3 separate regions of the Mus musculus genome follow, and all the other regions are linked to region 3. The links are chromatin contacts, called in public HiChIP or PLAC-seq maps. All regions are on one chromosome and are shown on one strand. The core of a region is the stretch at or near the end of the contact, and the rest is flanking DNA. Distances in the headings are between cores, read along the strand shown. Region 1 has its middle 4.7 kb from the start of Gm36834. Region 2 overlaps Gm36132 (a long non-coding RNA gene). Region 3 overlaps Rad51b (RAD51 paralog B).

What was found. HiChIP or PLAC-seq counts read pairs in DNA pulled down with a chosen protein or histone mark.
Region 1: an H3K27ac HiChIP or PLAC-seq map of embryonic fibroblasts shows a contact between it and region 3, with 5 times the contacts expected there. The contact joins two enhancer-like sites. A contact is called at or near these places in 3 of 484 Hi-C or Micro-C datasets (bone marrow-derived macrophages, cranial neural crest and nephron progenitors) and 6 of 115 datasets of contacts at active chromatin or transcription factors (CD8 T cells, bone marrow-derived macrophages, embryonic basal ganglia and 3 more).
Region 2: a contact with region 3 is called in an H3K27ac HiChIP or PLAC-seq map of heart atrium, with 7 read pairs. The contact joins two enhancer-like sites. A contact is called at or near these places in 11 of 484 Hi-C or Micro-C datasets (the 3T3-L1 cell line, Sertoli cells, bone marrow-derived macrophages and 4 more), 3 of 115 datasets of contacts at active chromatin or transcription factors (embryonic stem cells, fibro-adipogenic progenitors and heart atrium) and 2 of 9 other capture datasets (embryonic stem cells and embryonic trunk).

Annotation. Positions count from the first base shown.
Region 1 is chr12:80,013,559-80,016,258 of GRCm38.p6, forward strand. No RefSeq gene overlaps it. Among named protein-coding and RNA genes, the nearest start is that of Gm36834, 4.7 kb to the right of the region's middle. Within about 2 kb of position 1,268, at least 109 of the 459 cell types and tissues checked have an H3K27ac peak or open chromatin away from gene starts, as enhancers often do. A contact at or near this core is called in embryonic fibroblasts, where this site is marked.
Region 2 is chr12:79,858,448-79,861,147 of GRCm38.p6, forward strand. Gm36132 (a long non-coding RNA gene) reads right to left here. Exons shown (of 4, transcript XR_381728.4): 4 at 396-2,187. Among named protein-coding and RNA genes, the nearest start is that of Gm36132, 7.8 kb to the right of the region's middle. Within about 2 kb of position 1,339, at least 105 of the 459 cell types and tissues checked have an H3K27ac peak or open chromatin away from gene starts, as enhancers often do. A contact at or near this core is called in Sertoli cells, heart atrium and uterus, where this site is marked.
Region 3 is chr12:79,599,219-79,602,077 of GRCm38.p6, forward strand. All of the region lies in intron 7 of Rad51b (RAD51 paralog B), which reads left to right. Among named protein-coding and RNA genes, the nearest start is that of Gm36048, 200 kb to the right of the region's middle. Within about 2 kb of position 1,258, at least 157 of the 459 cell types and tissues checked have an H3K27ac peak or open chromatin away from gene starts, as enhancers often do. A contact at or near this core is called in Sertoli cells, embryonic fibroblasts, heart atrium and 1 more, where this site is marked.

The sequences.
Region 1 (2,700 bases), core at 18-2,517, 410 kb after region 3:
CCCATCCTGCTCCCCGCCCCCCAACCCCCCCCCCATTGCAAGCACACTCATGTGCACACACACACACGCACACACACACACACACACACGATCTGCTGGACATATGTTCAGAAGAAAGTAGGGACGCAAGTGAGAAAAAAAAATTCCCATGTCCTGAGTCAAGAGCTTGAGAGCTTTAAAGACGCTGGGGTGGAGGGTGGGTGATGGCGTGCTGGAAATGGACTATCCATAGGATTTATAGCTTATATGTTTCACAAAGCTTTTCTTAACATATAAAAATCTGTAGCGTATGGCTTTTCCCCCCCTTTTTGGTATAGGGCAGTAAACAAGAGCTTTGAAAGGAGAAGGAAACCAGGAGAAAGCCGGCTCCATTAGTCACGCAGCTGCGTATCCTGTCACAAAGGACCCCAGTTGAGTAATCGCCCAAAATATGCCTGTTATTTTTTTTCTGTCAGAAAAAAAGGGGGGCTGCCAAAACGTACTGTACAAAAAAAAAAAAAAAAAGAAAGAAAGAAAAAGAAAAACCCAGCTGGCTTTTCAGCCCCCACCCCCGGGGGTGGGGGTGGGGTCAGAAAATAAAGAAGAAACAGGCATAGCTTGGAAGTGTTCTCCCTACTTGTCTTTGCAAGAAGAAGCTCTCAAACTGCTTGTGGCAATGGAGCCTGCAGGGCTGGAGGATTGGCTGGCTCCTTGGACATCTAGAGTCCTTGCATGCCATCATGGGGTTCCCAGATGTTAAGAAGGCAAAGGCTGCAGAAGAAGGCAGGAAGAGGCAAGAAGTCACCCAAGAAAGGGATCCTAGAGAGTGAATATGTCCTTTGAACATCCTTATGTGAGAGACTTCAGGGCTCCAGAGCGAATCTGTGGCAGTTCACACCCGTTCCGTTCCATGAGCCCTGTGTGAGCCCTGCAGGGGCCACTGACTTTCTCCCAGCAAGCACCGCTGCCGCACCGGCAGCTTTTCTGATGAGCTCAGCAAAACCGGCTTTGGCTCAGGCGTGAGCCATGCTTGCAGTGTTTGAAAGACAGATGGAACAAGAGGAGGAGTAGGAGGATATCTAACTTGGGGGGACAAGCTGAGGAACTGGGGCTCAAAATCCAGCAAGGGTGTGTACATCTGTAGTCTCAGCTACTTGGGGGACTGAGGCAGGAGGATTATTTGAGCATATAAATTCAAAGTTCAAACAGTGGGTGGGACGACACTCTGCAGTACACTCCAGTGAGTGACGCTTACCACGGAAGCGAAAAGCCCGAGTTCAAGCCCCAGGATCCACGTGGTAGAAGCAAAGAGCCAACTCCCACACAGCATCACACGTGCTGATAAATTTTGAACTGTATGTGAGTTTTAAATTTTTAAGAAAGAAGAGAGAAGACTTTAAGGGAGTGGGGAGAGGGTGCTCTAGAGGAAGACTGCTTTGATTGGAGCTGCCTACGACTTCCGGTGCGAAATTTCCTGGATCAGCTTTCCAAAGGGTGGCAGGCACCTGGTGAGGAGGCCAAACCACTGCAAAGGCGCTCTAAAATTTCATCCAGTCACCATCTTTATTCCATGCTCTTAATCCGTCGTCCTCAGGACTTGGAGGGCAGGGGCGATCAGTCCTAGTACAAACTGTACTCTCAAAAAGTCACACTTTTTCTCCTGCCAAGACTGTCGAGAGTCAGAGCTGTCCCCAAGAAGCGGGGCTTCTATCTCTATACCAGAAAGCTGTCTCCTTAAGAAAGGGAAGGACCAAGAATAAAAATGTGTATGAAAAATGAAAAAACTAAACCCCACTATCTTGTATACTAATTAAAAAATAAAGAAAAGGGAGGTAGGGTCTGCACCACCATATGGACATGAATAGCAGATGTGCTGTTCCTGTTCTAGGCTATCTGGGTTAGTCCTAGAGAAGACAGACAGACAGACAGACAGACATGTCCACGTGCGCACATGCACACACACACACACAAACACACACACACACACACACACACACACACATGGAGATGAGAAGTTTAGGAGACCTTCACAGGGATGTCTCCAGGGACCTGAGTCCTAGGTCCCTACAGATTGCTTTAGGAAAGCTCAGGGTTTTACAGAACCAGGACTTTAGCCCTGTACTGGCTAGTTTTGTGTCAACTTGACACAGCTGGAGTTATCACAGAGAAAGGATCTTCAGTTGAGGAAATGCCTCCATGAGATCCAACTGTAAGGCATTTTCTCAATTAGTGATCAAGGGGAAAGGCCCCTTGTGGGTGGGACCATCTCTGGGCTGGTAGTCTTGGTTCTATAAGAAAGCAAGCTGAGCAAGCCAGGTGAGGCAAGCCAGTAAAGAACATCCCTCCATGGCCTCTGCATCAGCTCCTGCTTCCTGACCTGCTTGAGTTCCAGTCCTGACTTCCTTGGTGATAAACAGCAGTATGGAATTGTAAGCTGAATAAACCCTTTCCTCCCCAACTTGCTTCTTGGTCATGATGTGTGTGCAGGACTAAGACAAGCCCCTTGAGGCTTTGGATCCCAACTAAGGCAGAGTCCCATCCAGCTCTGACCTTAGAACCAAAGTTCCGAGATAGCAGTGCATGGGCACCTAATCTCCATGAGGGACACACCTCAAATTGTAGTTATGGCCTCCTGCAGGGAACAGGCTCCAGGTTATGAGGCAAGAGTCTCTCCTTCCCCTTGTTTAATGATCTGCTAGGAAATTCAGACAATCCACTGGT
Region 2 (2,700 bases), core at 89-2,588, 260 kb after region 3:
GTGCATTGTCCTCAAGACTATGAAAGCAACGTGTGCGACCTGTAAAGGTCACCTGCTCAGAGGGGATTTCCACCGAGCCCTTGCCGGGATGTGCGGTTTGATCGGCTTTACTGACCTGGAGTCAAGGTTCGAGGACATTGAGAGCTCTGAGGAGGACATTGGAAAGAGAAGGGCCAGAAGCACAGTGGGGACAGCAGCCCTCCACCTGGATGAGATCGTTCAGGATGGTGAGCGAGAGCCAGGCTGAGACAGAGGTAACTTCAGATGTTTAAGACAATTCCCTTTGGAGGGAAGACACTTCACACTGGGGCTGGCACCCTAGCCCTTCCTGCTTCATTGTACTATTTCACGGTGGCTCTGTTCAGACTGGCTCCTTTGGCATCAGAAGGCCCTCCTTGACAGTGACTGTTAGCTGATATTTATTGAACATTTGGTATACACAGATCCCAGACAGGCACTTCACATGGGCTAACCTCATGTGGACCTCACACACCCTCTGAGGTTGGGTCAGCAACCGCTCTCACTGTGAGTGACGTCCTGTGAATCAGCTGATCGATTAAACAAGGCCCTCCGGGTCCACAAGGAGCAGAAGGGGGATGATCCAGAGACTCTCCACATTTGGGTTTGCTGTTTTGAATGCACAAAATGGAATCCTTATTCTGGTTCTTGGAGGTGGGTCTTAGCCTCACTCATTGAAGTTCTGTTCTGAAGTTGGGCAGCCTAGGTCGAGCATGTGGTTATTAATTTCAAACAAGAAGGGGCTTATGTGTGTGTGTGTGTGTGTGTGTGTGTGTGTGTGTGTGTGTGTGTGTGTGTGTGTGTGGAGGGGTCAGTTCCTGCCCATTGAGAGCAAACAAAATAAAAAAGCAAATCCCAAACTTCCAGGGTAGAGTTGAAGTCTCTTCAGACCAAACCTCTCAGGACAGTCTCGAGCGGACAGCAGAAGAGTATAAACAACTCCTCTAGCACTTCTGAGACCTGTCGATTCTTCTCTCTCTGAAGCAGAGCCTTTGTGAAGTTCTATAATCCTCCTTGTAGCTCTGAGACCTGGCCACCCCGCTGGAAAGCAACCCAGAGCCATGTGATTTGCAGCATGTACCGGCTCGAATATGGAAGACAGTAATTACCTCCAATTCCAGTTAGGAAAGCTGAACCCTGCCTTTTTCGTGCCTCAAACAATTATTGAAGTGCCTTTTGAAGCACTGGACAGAAGAGAAAGGCAAAACAAACCAGAGCCAATTAGAGCCTGGGATTTGAGGGTGGCTTAGAGTGGTGCGGCGGGACTTGGGAGGAACTGTGGGAGAGGGTCAGAGGTTACCTCAAAGCTCCAGCTGCCAGGCAGCTTTGCCTGTGCCAAAAGAGCCATTACTCTGCCTCTAGAATCAAGGCCCTCGCCCTGCCTGGGGAATGCTTTGCAGGAACAGCCTCTGCATGGCTGTTGAAGAAGGCTCCCTGATTAGATAAGGCCTGGAATGTGTTTGATGTTGTGCAAAACAGCCTCTGACAGCTTTCCTAACCCCACGTCCAAGGCTTTTCCTCAGCAGAGACTCCTGTGTAAGGACCTAGCTCACAGAGAGCTCTCCTGCAGGGAAGCACCTTAGAGAAGTCTATGAATGTGTGTGCCACTGAGAAGCAAGATCTGTGGACTCTGGAACTCTTCTGGCTGTTTGGAGGCAGCCTGAGTAACCGTTGCTGCCAGTGGAAACCAGGACAGTGTCGTGTTTCTCCCCCCCCCCCCCACACCCCCATGAAGGTTGCAAGTGGCCTTGGGCTGGTGAGGGATCCGGGGGAAGTACTTCTTTATGGATCTCAAGGACAGTCCCATTCAAAGCTGTGACAGTGCAGGCCAGTGAGTCTGAGCACAGAGAGTTGGGAGCCAGGTTAGAGAGGTCTTGGGCAGGATCTGGGAAGCATTTTGAGTTAATAAATTAAGGATTGCCAAGGCAAGGTGGCGCCATCCAGGAAGTTCCAGTTTGAGTTTGGGTTAGGATCTGGGCAAACTGTAAGCACCAAACAGCCCAGAGAAAAACCACTTTGCTGAATGTCCCTACTTCAGCCCGTGCAGACAGGCTTTATCTTGTCCTTGACATGAGTGCCAGGCTCTCCATTTGCCTGTCACCTACCCATTTACTGTGCCTCCATGTCTTCCCTCTCCTGTAAGAAATGGTCCTTGAAGGAATTCTATTCCTGTAGAAAGAACAAGGTGACACATTGCTTTAAAAAAATGCATTTACTTGGGTGACATAAACGCAACATTCTGGTGGTCTGTAAAGCTGGCTTTGCCCAGTGTGGTGGCAAATACTTTTTATCTCAGTGCTGTGAGTTCAAGGCCAGTCTGGTCTATGAAGTAGGTTGTGGGCCAGCCAAGACTATATAGTGAGCCCCTGTCTCAGAACTAAGTGAAAGAAAACAAATAAAAACAACAAAATAGGCTTGTTGTGTGGTTGAGAGAGGAGGTTCACGCTGCGCCTCCTTTTTGGATAAGAATGGCAGCTAAGATATTCATGCTTTCCTATTCTTGGTTTGTCCCCTGGTGCACCCTCTGCTCCCTCCTATATGGGGATTGCAGTCATTAGCCTTGTTGCAGATGGGAGGGGGACAGAGAGAGGTCAGTAACCTGGCCAAGGACACATGGAGAGAGGGGTCCACAGAGAACAGCTGCCATGAGCCGGAAGGGACTTAGACATACCAAGGTTCAAA
Region 3 (2,859 bases), core at 8-2,507:
GCTTTGGGGAAAGAACCTGAATCTTTTCTGATAAGTAAGAGAATTAAGCAGAAATTTTTGCCTAAATCTTTTGGGGTTATTGTTGTTGTGTTAGTGGATGAGAGCCTAAGAAGTTGTATAAGAGAAATGAATGACATTAAAGAGAGAAACAGACACACAAGACCAAGAAATAATCAAGTCTAGAACATCTTACTGACACACTATTGATAGCACACTCACAGTAAACATCATCGATGCCTTGATAGGGCAGAAAGATCTGGAAATAAAAACCCCAGCGATTCATCTGTTTAAACAAAAGAAAGGAGATAATGTGGAGAGGCAGTGAAATGGAGGCTGAGATGAGATGTGAGTATTGAAGACACACACATGAGAAAGCCACTAGGCCCTACCCCAGTGTAGCATTGCAGGTAAGAGAGAAACCGGAAAGCACACTTGCCCTGCTCAGACACACTATCTGCAGCACATTAAGCATCTAAAAGTTAATGATACCAGAATAGTATCTTCAAAAAAAACCAAAATCGTAAAACAGAAATTAAGGCCCCAGTAAAACATTTGGGAGAATTTGAATAGATGTAGCAGGGAACCAGAAAATAATTCAAAACTTCAACTGGAAAAGTGATTTTAAGTTGTGCCTGCTATGTAACAACTGGCAAAAAGAGAGAAGGGAAAGGGAGGGAGGAAGAGAGGGAGGGAGGAAAGGGAAGGGAAGGGAAGGGAAGGGAAGGGAAGGGAAGGGAAGGGAAGGGAAGGGAAGGGAAGGGAAGGGAAGGGAAGGGAAGAAGGGAAGGGAAGGGAAGGGAAGGGAAGGGAAGGGAAGGGAAGGGAAGGGAAGGTAAGGGAAGGGAAGGGAAGGGAAGGAAAAGAGAAGAAAAGCAAGATGGTGCTGTATTTCCTGAGTTGTGAAACCAACCTGTCCTGACAGAAGAAGAGAACCGCCCCACACAAACACACACACGTACACACACCCCGACTGATGGCCAAGCACAGTGTGTGTACGTCTAATTTCAACCTCACAGTTAAAAGTGAAGCCAGGGACTGAGAATACTATCCACTGAGAGAAAAAAAGCAGAGGGGATTTTCTGAGCCAGATCCAAAATCATAAGGCTCAGGGGGAATTACTTTGATTTTGTCAAGTCAGAGCACATAGCCAAAGGCAGCAGACATGGGATATTGTCAGAGGTAAATCACCCGGCTAGGCCTGCTCTGTCTTATTGCAAGGTCAGAGGAGCACGGCGAGCCGGCCAAATGTTTCCAACCATGGAAATCCCCTAACTTTCCAACTGCTACAGTCCCACAGCTCCGAGGCTTTACTCACAGCAGGGCTCTGTTCCAGCTTTCAAAGCTCTCCAAGTTGATTAATCATTTTCTTGTTCTGACTCATTCAGGCTTCTAGAAAAAAATAGCTAAAGGTACTAGATGGGCTGGGTGGATCAGGGAGGTCAGATAAATTGGCTTGATGTTAGTCTATACAAAAACCTAGAAGAAATCGCCAAAAGTCTTTCGGCCTACCATCCTCCAGTGCTATGTATGGTTTGGGGCCAAAGGCCATTGGCTCGTTCCATGTGTTTAAAGCAGAATATTTCTGTGTGCATTAGCAAACTTGGGTATGCGAGCATTCATTTCTTAATGTTAAGGTAAGTTATTATAGGCTAGTAACTTAGAATTAGGATTCCATTTGTATCTATGCAGATGGACTGTGGACCCATGTATAAGCCTCTAACACCGACAATGTCAAACACATATACAGTGTTTATTATTTATCAGGCACTGTGTGCTTTTACCAAGAGACAAGTTTACAGCACTGAAAGGTCAATTTTGATCATCTTAGCCAAGGCCATACATAATGATTATATTATTTGGTCTGGCTAATATTCCCCACCATGAAGCTTATATTTTAAAAAATAAATTGTTTTAGTTTATGATTATATTGAGTCATACTGGAATGTCTGCTTCTTTGCTTTTGTAACACATTAATCTCTGGGCTTATTCATTGAGTTCATAGACGCTTATTACGCACCTGAGTGTACTAGTCATCAGAGAGAAAATTGTAAATCCTAAGATGCCACCTCAGACCTGAGGACATACACTGTGCTAGTGCCTTTTAACTAAGCAAACAAAACACATGGAGAAACACAGAGCATGAAACAACTATTTCTGCAAAGAAAAGGAGACAGTAGAATTGGGAATTTATGAAAAATCTGAATTTTCCGAGTGTTAAGGTTGGAAGGAACAGCACCATCATAGGGAATGGTTTGTATGAATGCTGAAATGTTTGAAATGGCATAGCATGCTGGAAATAGAAAAATAATCGTAGAGTCATGGTGGGGAGCTGAGTGGGTTAAATTAAACGGAGATGGTGATGGGCCTTGGGTAGAATACTCAGAGTTGCAGAAGAGCTCATGGTAGTTTAAAAGAAAGACAACAACTTTATTGGATTATGTTTCAGAAAAAGAACTCTGAAGATAATGTGGAATAGGTCTAAAGGGGAGCAGAGGCCAGACAGAAAGCGTCTGTGTGTCCCCTGAGGGGTAGCAGCAGTGGGAAAGGAGAACAAGATCCAACACGGATTCAGAAAGTACAGAGGGGAGACTGCAGTGGGGAATTGAGAACAGACCATGATGTTTGGGTAATCCCTGGGTTAAGGATGCGGTGCCTAGGTGAAGCTAAATGCCATCAACAAAAAAATCCTGAAGGAAACAGTCACAGAGAGTGTGTTGAGATCACTTGGTAACACGTTCAGTTTAAATGATGGCACAGATTCAAGAGAAGACATTGAGGTCCCCTTGGTAACCATACCAAGATCAAGAGAATGAAATCCCTAAAACACGTGAACCAGGACAGCTTGATCGGACAACAGAG